Linked DNA regions of Mus musculus: region 1 is linked to region 2. Evidence: chromatin contacts called from public HiChIP or PLAC-seq data. All regions are on one chromosome and are shown on one strand. Each heading gives the region's core, a stretch centred on a gene start, on an enhancer-like site or on the middle of the called end of the contact. The rest is flanking DNA. Distances are from core to core; before and after follow the strand shown.

Region 1 (3,735 bases), core at 1,202-3,701, 180 kb before region 2:
CAGACAGCAGCGGGAAAGGAGTAGCCTCCCCCAAAACACTCAGCAAAATGAAGCAAATGTTGCCTTTACTACACTTGCTGCACCTGAATGTCTGTGACCTTTGGTAGAAAATAAAGTTCTTGCAGCCAAAGACTCTCTACTATGCAAGGCCGTGTGGCTACGGTGTATGTAGCCTTTGCGAGCTGCTCAGTGAACATATGCCAACGGATAAAATTAGTCAATTGTATAAAATTAAGTGCTGTTGACAATACTGTCAGAACACCCCAATTCCCACACCTTGGTGTCTGAGTAGTGACTAATATACATCCAAGCCAGGAGTCAGCAGAATCACTGTGAGTTTGAGGCTAGCCAAAGCTTCATAGTGAGACCCTGTCTTGGCAGAGATGGAGAAGGAGGAGGAGGAGGAGGAGGAGGAGGAGGAGGAGGAGGAGGAGGAGGAGGAGGAGGAGGAGGAAGAGAAGGAGGAGGGGGGGGAAGAGAGGGAGGAGGGAGAAGAGAAGGAGAAGGGATAGAAGGAAAATGAGGAGGAGGAAGAGGGACAAGATTCATATACACAATATAAAGTGCAACTGAAAGGTCTGCCTCATCTTGCGGGTATTTGGGAAATAGCTTTTCTTCATCCATGGTAAAGCAAAGATGAGATTGCTCTGCTTACCAACAAGGAGGCATTGAAAAGGCAAGAAACCCATCGCCACAGGAAAAAGTAACAAGAATACAGTGTATCTCTCCTCAAAAGTCCCCAAAGAGGTCGGTTGGACTCTCGGAAGACTTCTGTGCCCCATCCCCTCCCCTGCTGTATGAACAAACTGCAGATCTCATCTATCATCTGGGAAGAAACATCTGTGATGAGCCCAGCCTTCCTTTCACAGGCCTGAGCCTTCCAGGTTTGCAGAATGGAGATGCTGCTATGGCAAATAAGCCCACAAGGACCTAACACTAAAATCCATGAACTTGTGCATGTCTCCAGCCACTAAGAGCATCACATGAGAAGGGCAGACACACAGGGACAATAAGAACATCATCCATCCAGGAAAATTTGTATTTAAAGTCTAATATATTTTAATTACACGAGCCTGTTTAATCTTACATTAGCTCCCTTTTGGACTCACAGTCTATCAGTAATGGTTATTGTTGCTGTAAAAATCAACTAATTATTGTCTTACCTTCTCAACAAAAGAAATGTTTTCATAATAGCACCAGGTACAATTGTTTTTCTAATTACACTCTAATTATATAATTTACATATACACATTTCTAATTATGTATTTATATGTTCTAATTATATATTTATGCATAATATATTATATAATTACATGTAAATATATATTTATATACATTCTAATTGTAATATGTTTGTTTGCTTGTTGGTTGGTTGGTTGGTTGGTTTTTTTAAGAGAGTATTTTTCTGTGTAGTCCTGGACATCCTGGAACTCACTCTATAGACCAGGTTGACCTTGAACTCAGAGATTTACCTGCTTCTGCCTCCTGGATGCTGGGATTAAAGGTGTGCACCACCACTACCACCAAGCTATATATATATTTCTAATTATATAATTATAATTATATTTCTTGTATAAAGAATCAGACTGAATGATAAACCCAACATTTAGGACAGCAGTAGACAATACAGGTGGAAAACTAATTTACACAACATTGCTTTTCATTTTGTAATTCTTTTATTTTACTTGTTGTTGCTGCTGCTGCTGTTGTTGTTTGATAGCTGAGCTAGCTTTGAAGCTGTAATCTTCCAGTGTCAGCCTTCTGAGTATTGAGATTATGAGTGTGTACTGTCATTCTAAACATAGCAGAGTTTTTGGTCGTTTGGTTTTGTTTTAGTTATGTCGGCCTAAGAATTTTTAACATTTTAAAATTATTTACCTTTATATTTACTGAATTATTTCCACTTTAATCCTAAATAAACTAATAGGTTGAGAACAGGTGAGAAAAGACCGACATAATCTATGAATCCATAACTCATCGATAAACTTCAGCTGCTCGTTACTGAAACACTTCAAATGCCCACTTCACACAAATCCCTGTCCAAGAGAAGCTCGCACAACATGGGCTTAATGAGACTCAGCTCTCTCTTTAGAGAGTTCTGAGTCTAGTGAGCTAAAAGCTGCACCAGTGAAGGAAGACAGACACACACAATGCCATCTAATAAAACCCTAAGCACCAAGCAAATTCAGGGCAGCCCAAATGCTCTGAGCCCTCTCTCCTAGAAGGCTGGCCTACAGGATGAATAAGAGCCACATCATAAAGCCAACAGCTCTAAAAATCTCTGAAGCAGGACATCCAATTTTGCAGGTATGTCTGGGGCGACAGGGCACCGTTCTACACCATGCTTTCTATCTTGACAAGGGATGAGCTAAACTTAGAACGTGGGGACAGAGCACTATAGCTTTAAATTTTCTGCCGAAAATGCCAGCCAGCTCATTGCAAGAACTTGCTGTGGTGATTTCATCTTGAGGAAATGACACGCGGCCATTTGAAAAGAGGAGTGTTTACCATGCCCTTGCCACCTCATCAGTATATCAACTGGGAAAGTCATTTCCTCCTCTTTGAACTAATTTGATTTGGTTTGCTCAGGGGCCTCCACTCCTTCCCTCCACCTTCATTTCAAAGGCACTGGGACCTCAGCTCTCAGTCCACACAGGTTCCAAATCACCTTCTTCGAGTTTCCTCCTTGGCCTCTCAGGTCAGTCTCCGGGTCTAAACCATACCAGCCATTTGTATTTGCCAATTACTTTACAACTTCAAGACACAGAAATGTTACTTCACATTACAAAGCGTCAAGAGAGGTGTGTAACGTGCTGAAGCATTCAAAAGAAATGCAAATGGGTGAATGTTTTTGGATCTATTGGCAGAAGGAGCATCAAGAAACGTGGACCAGAGATGTAAGCTTGAGCAGCAGAGTGGTAGTGTGGAAAGAAAATGCCATTTCTCATTGAAGGCACTTCTTTTATTTATTTATGTATTTGTGTTGTTATTTGGTTTTCAAGACAGGCTTTCCCCATATAACAGCCCTAGGTGTCCTGGAACTTGCTTTGTAGACAGGACTGACCTAGAACTCACAAAGATCTGGCTGCCTTTGCCTCCCAAGTGCTGGGGCTAAAGGTATGTACCACCATGTCTGGCTGAGAACCCTTTCTTTAAATTCTACTTCTTCTCTTTGTTAGTCATGTGACCCTGGACAGAATCGTCATCTTCAAATGCTGAGCAAAAGTGTCACATCCTTGAGAATGGAGCAATGTCATGAAGTCCCCTGAGCCTCTCTACATGTTCTTCTGAGTTTATGTTCCTTTGTTTTCAACAAACTTTAAAACTCTAATTCTCAATAATGAAAAAGGAACACTATTCTTATAGTTTGTGCACGTGTGTGTGTGTGTGTGTGTGTGTGTGTGTGTGTGTGTGTGTGTGTGTACAAGGTCTATGTTTGATCTCTATGAGCACATAGGAGGTGGTCCACAGAAACCACAGGATAGCATCAATGTGTTGCTCAGTCACCCAGCTTTTCCCTCCTGTCTCCACCCTCCTCCAAGTGCTGGCATCTCAGGTACACCGATAACCATGGATCCTCGGGATTTGAACACAGGTCCTCATTGTTGGCATTTAGTTTAAGCTCCACCCCCACAGTTACCTGGCAACAGCCAGGTATGCCTGACTCACTATAGTAGGGGTTGCTTGCCCCCTCCTCTGGCTCTTGCTCTCTTGCTCTTGTTCCCACTCCTTACC
Region 2 (4,221 bases), core at 1,160-3,659:
TTTGACTCCTTCTCACTCTCTGGCTCATTCTGTCTTCACCTGTGATTAGCTGTTCTCTCTTCAACCTATCTCTGTAGAACTTTCCAGGTAAAACTCTCCTCCCTTTCTCTGTCCTGCTTTCTCTTAAGTCACCTCTCTTCACTGTTTTTGTGAGAGTTGGGCATAGCCTATCTGTCAAATCTTTCTCTGATTCGTCACTTTGTCTGCCACTCAATTAGACAAATCACTTTCAAACATGGGTGCTTCCTTCTACAAACAACTTTACCTTCATTGTTTGGGATTAAAGGTGTGTGCTGTATTCCAGGTATGCTGTAAGGGTATGTCTGTATTCCAGCCATGCTGTGAGGGTGTGTCTGTATTCCAGGTATGCTGTAAGGGTATGTCTGTATTCCAGCCATGCTGTAAGGGTGTGTCTGTATTCCAGGTATGCTGTAAGGGTATGTCTGTATTCCAGCCAGAGTAGCCATGTAGCTGGGTTAAAATCCCTCTACACTACAGTGTTTCTCTAATAAGCACAAAGCCCTGAGCTCCATCCTCAACACTGCATAAACTGGGCATGGTGGCACACACCTGCAACACGTACTCGGGAGGTAGAGGCAGGAGGATTAGAAGTTCAAGGTCACCTTCTGCTACATATTGAGTTCGGGACAACTGGGATACATGAGACCCTGGCTCAAAAAAAAAAAAATGTTTCTAAGTAACTATTACCTATTTATTTCTTCTCAGACACCAGGTTTCCTGCTAAGTTGTTGTTGTTTTTTTTTAATAGGCATCAGTTCTTCTAATCTCACAGTAATCATATTAGAGAAATAATATTTTGATATTGCTCCTAATAGATGAACAATCATGAGTTAGCTTATATAACTTGCCACGAATCAGGCTAATTAGTGAAGAAACCAGAATTGAAGCCAGGGCTATTCACCTTCAAATTCCAAGCTTTTAACTACACACTGTGGGCCCCAGGGACTGGGTGCAGATCTGGCAGCCATGGGCTTGTATATTTGTTGTCACATCAATTCCTGTCCCTCTTCCTTGTGTCTGAGTACATAATAATCGTAGTAGACTGCAGATGGGAAAAATACAGAAGTCTTGTTCCCATGTGTCATCTCTACATCTTTTTATTTCTTTCCCTTGTATAAGAAAGAAGGGAAGCTACAGCAACAAACATTCTAGCAGCTTCTAGCCTATTTCCTTGCTCCCCGATATGGGAAATGTGACCTTTGAGAACAGATTGACTTTTCAAGCTTGACCAGTAAAAGCTCCAACCGAAACACCTCATCAAGCACACATTGAGAGGGGCCAATTGAATTCTGGGCCTCACTTACAATTCATCTTCTGACCTTCTGTTGTGAACTGTAGTCAAGACGATCATCCCATCTTCCGCCAGAATTTTAACAAACAATCCTCACAGTGGCCCCTTAAAGGCATTAGGGTTGTGACAATCACCCTAGCATTCCCAAGCATAAGCGCATGCTCCGCATCAGCGCATGCTCCTTAGAGCATGACGCTGTGCGGAACCTTTGGCGTTTCGGGATGCCTTGTATTCACATCTGAGCAGCTAAGGCTGGGCACTGCACATCTTTGCAAGGAGATTTACCCATATCACACATCAGAAAAGGGCCAATCACTGAGACATCAGGAAATAAAGAGTAGAGCTGGCCCTTCACCAGGCACTCAGGGGTGGGGGGTGGGGTGGGGAACATGCTAAAGAAATCCATAGTGATAGGCATAAAGAAGAGGCTACTGTCTGACCCAGAATTATGACAGAACCTGCACCAAGTGACTTGAACCCTATAGGCCTCTTACAACATCCGATTGCTGGATCACGTGATCTCATTCCAAACCAACACCAATGGGAAAGTCCTGAAGAACATTTGGTAATCTCGACCAAAACACTAATGGTGTCTCACTCCACCGGAGGTCACAGACAACACAGACAGGCGCCACAACTTGTCCCAACTAGGATTCATTATTAGGAATGTATACAATCGCTTCCTGCATGAAATCAAAAACCCACCAAGAGCGAACAGCAACCCATTCTGAGCTTTGGCAATAAGAGTCAGGCTAAAATGCAGAACAAATTTCATCATAGAACAAATCGTAAGAAATGAAGTGGGTGGAGCAATAAGGGAAGTAGCTCAGCAAGAGATGACCAAGGAGCGGAACAGCCCACATGGAACCTACAGAGGAACGGGAGGCAAGAACACAGAAGCCGACAGGAAATGAATTCAAGAAGGAAACTGTGGGAGAATTCGAAAGTGCCTTGAGGAGAAGCCAGGCTGCAGTGGGCGGCACAGATGCTAACATCCTGCCAGCTGAACTCCTGAGTGGAAGAACTAAGAGTCTGTTCAAACCCTGAGGAAAGGCTCAGCTCCTGGGCCTGGCAGGCTATGCTGAGCAGCCTCAGGCAGGATAGGCTTCACTGACATCACAGTCCCAAGCCAATGGCGGCCATTGTGCACGGTAACACAAGGATAAGTATTTATTTCAGTCCTCTGTGGGAGGGCTGCATTTTCTTCTGAGGTCATCTGGAGCAAATGTAGCTCCCACAGGGGCCTCGTTTTATGAGGCCCAGCTTAACCTGGCCACACCATGCTAGACTAACAAAGGGGAATTGGAGAGGTGGCAACAGAGTGACTCAGCCAGCCTTAACCCTTGAGAGCCTGGAGAGAAATATCCAGCTCAGCTCTTCTACACATTGAGGGCTCTGGGGGACCTGTCTGCCTTCAAAGAAGAGATCAACAATTGCAGACAACTGCCTGTCATTGTCGCCTAGAATAGCCCCAGTCCTCGGTCCTTTTTATCCAGTGCTGGATAAAAAACCTTACTTTCTCTAGTCTTAACTGCCATTCCTCAACCTTTCTACCATCTCCTTTTCTGCTCTGATACAATGATGCAATTCTTGGTTTTTCTACTTGGGAAACACACACACACAAACATAAATCCCAACTTAATGTTTCCAGTTAGCTATTAAATGCCTCTGACTTGTGTCAAATGTAACAACCTATGCCTCCTCCCTTACTCTCCCACCACTACCAAATAAAAAGCAATGCCCCACTCCCCCACTTCATTGAACGGCAATTCCACCTTCTCCAAACTCAACTCTGTTTAATGGCACACACCCAGCCCTCCAGAAAATGCCTTGGGTGTCCATTTAGACCATACCTTGACCATCATATCTTAGCCCCCCACCATCCATCTCTCTTGTAAATGAATGGTTGCAATAACCTCCCACCTGATCTTCCTGCTTCCGTGCCTGTCGTCCTTCATACAAAACAGCAGACTTACCGGTGCTTCCAAACTTCAAAACACTTTCAGCTCAAACTCTCCAGGAATGTCAGCTGGAGAAAAAAAAAAAAATGAAAGGTCCTTTTTTAAGTTTTATATGTCTGTGCATGTGCCCCAGCATACATGTAGAGGTCATGAGGTAACCTGCCAGAATTAGCTCTTTCTTTCTATCACATGGGTTGTAAGGATCGAACCCAGGTCATTGGACTTGGTGGGAAGCATCTTTATTTAACCATTGAGTGGTCCCACTGGTCCTCACGTTCTTACAGTGGCCTAAAACCCCCTCCACATTCACTCCACCCCTGTAGACCTCTCCTGCCTCATCTCTTTCCACCTCCTGCGTCCTACCTCTGGTTCAGCCACTCTCCTCCCTTCAATCCCCTAACTCCCATGATTATATCTAACTTTGCCGAATTTAGGAGATAGGAATACAAGACAACTTTGCAATTTTCTAGGATAAGTGTGTTATATTACAGGACGCTTACATGAACAATTCTGTATTGTTTATGTGAAGTTCATCTTTGACTGGGCATTCTTTATTTTATCTGGCAAGCCCCAGCTTTCCCCCACCTCTGGCTCTTTTGCACTGGGTCTTTTCCCGCTGCATCAATACAGTTATGTGGCCTGTTCTCTCATCCACTTCCAAACCATCTGCTCAAACATCACTTTCTTGGTGAAAAACTAAAATCAGATCCTCCCCACCCTGCCCCCAAGCATGTTTTTCTCAACATAAATTACATATGCCTTCTGGAGTTGGCCAGGGAGCGGAATTAAACTCTGCAAGGACAGGATCGGGTTTCTGCCCAGCTGCTTTGCATGGTCCTATAAACCCAGCACCTAGAAGATTAAGGGTTCCTAGGAAATCACCATGAATGTTTATTGAATGAATGAATGAATGAATGAATGAGCAAGCCTCCTAGAGCTTTTGGTTAA

The links. HiChIP or PLAC-seq counts read pairs in DNA pulled down with a chosen protein or histone mark.
Region 1: a FOXA1 HiChIP or PLAC-seq map of pancreatic cancer cells shows a contact between it and region 2. The contact joins two enhancer-like sites. A contact is called at or near these places in 4 of 484 Hi-C or Micro-C datasets (cerebral cortex, conventional dendritic cells, nephron progenitors and 1 more) and 2 of 115 datasets of contacts at active chromatin or transcription factors (embryonic hindbrain and pancreatic cancer cells).

What each region holds. Positions count from the first base shown.
Region 1 is chr10:111,714,182-111,717,916 of GRCm38.p6, reverse strand. All of the region lies in intron 2 of Gm30624 (a long non-coding RNA gene), which reads right to left. Among named protein-coding and RNA genes, the nearest start is that of Gm30624, 31 kb to the right of the region's middle. Within about 2 kb of position 2,451, at least 26 of the 459 cell types and tissues checked have an H3K27ac peak or open chromatin away from gene starts, as enhancers often do. A contact at or near this core is called in pancreatic cancer cells, where this site is marked.
Region 2 is chr10:111,538,154-111,542,374 of GRCm38.p6, reverse strand. No RefSeq gene overlaps it. Among named protein-coding and RNA genes, the nearest start is that of Gm30193, 33 kb to the left of the region's middle. Within about 2 kb of position 2,409, at least 212 of the 459 cell types and tissues checked have an H3K27ac peak or open chromatin away from gene starts, as enhancers often do. A contact at or near this core is called in pancreatic cancer cells, where this site is marked.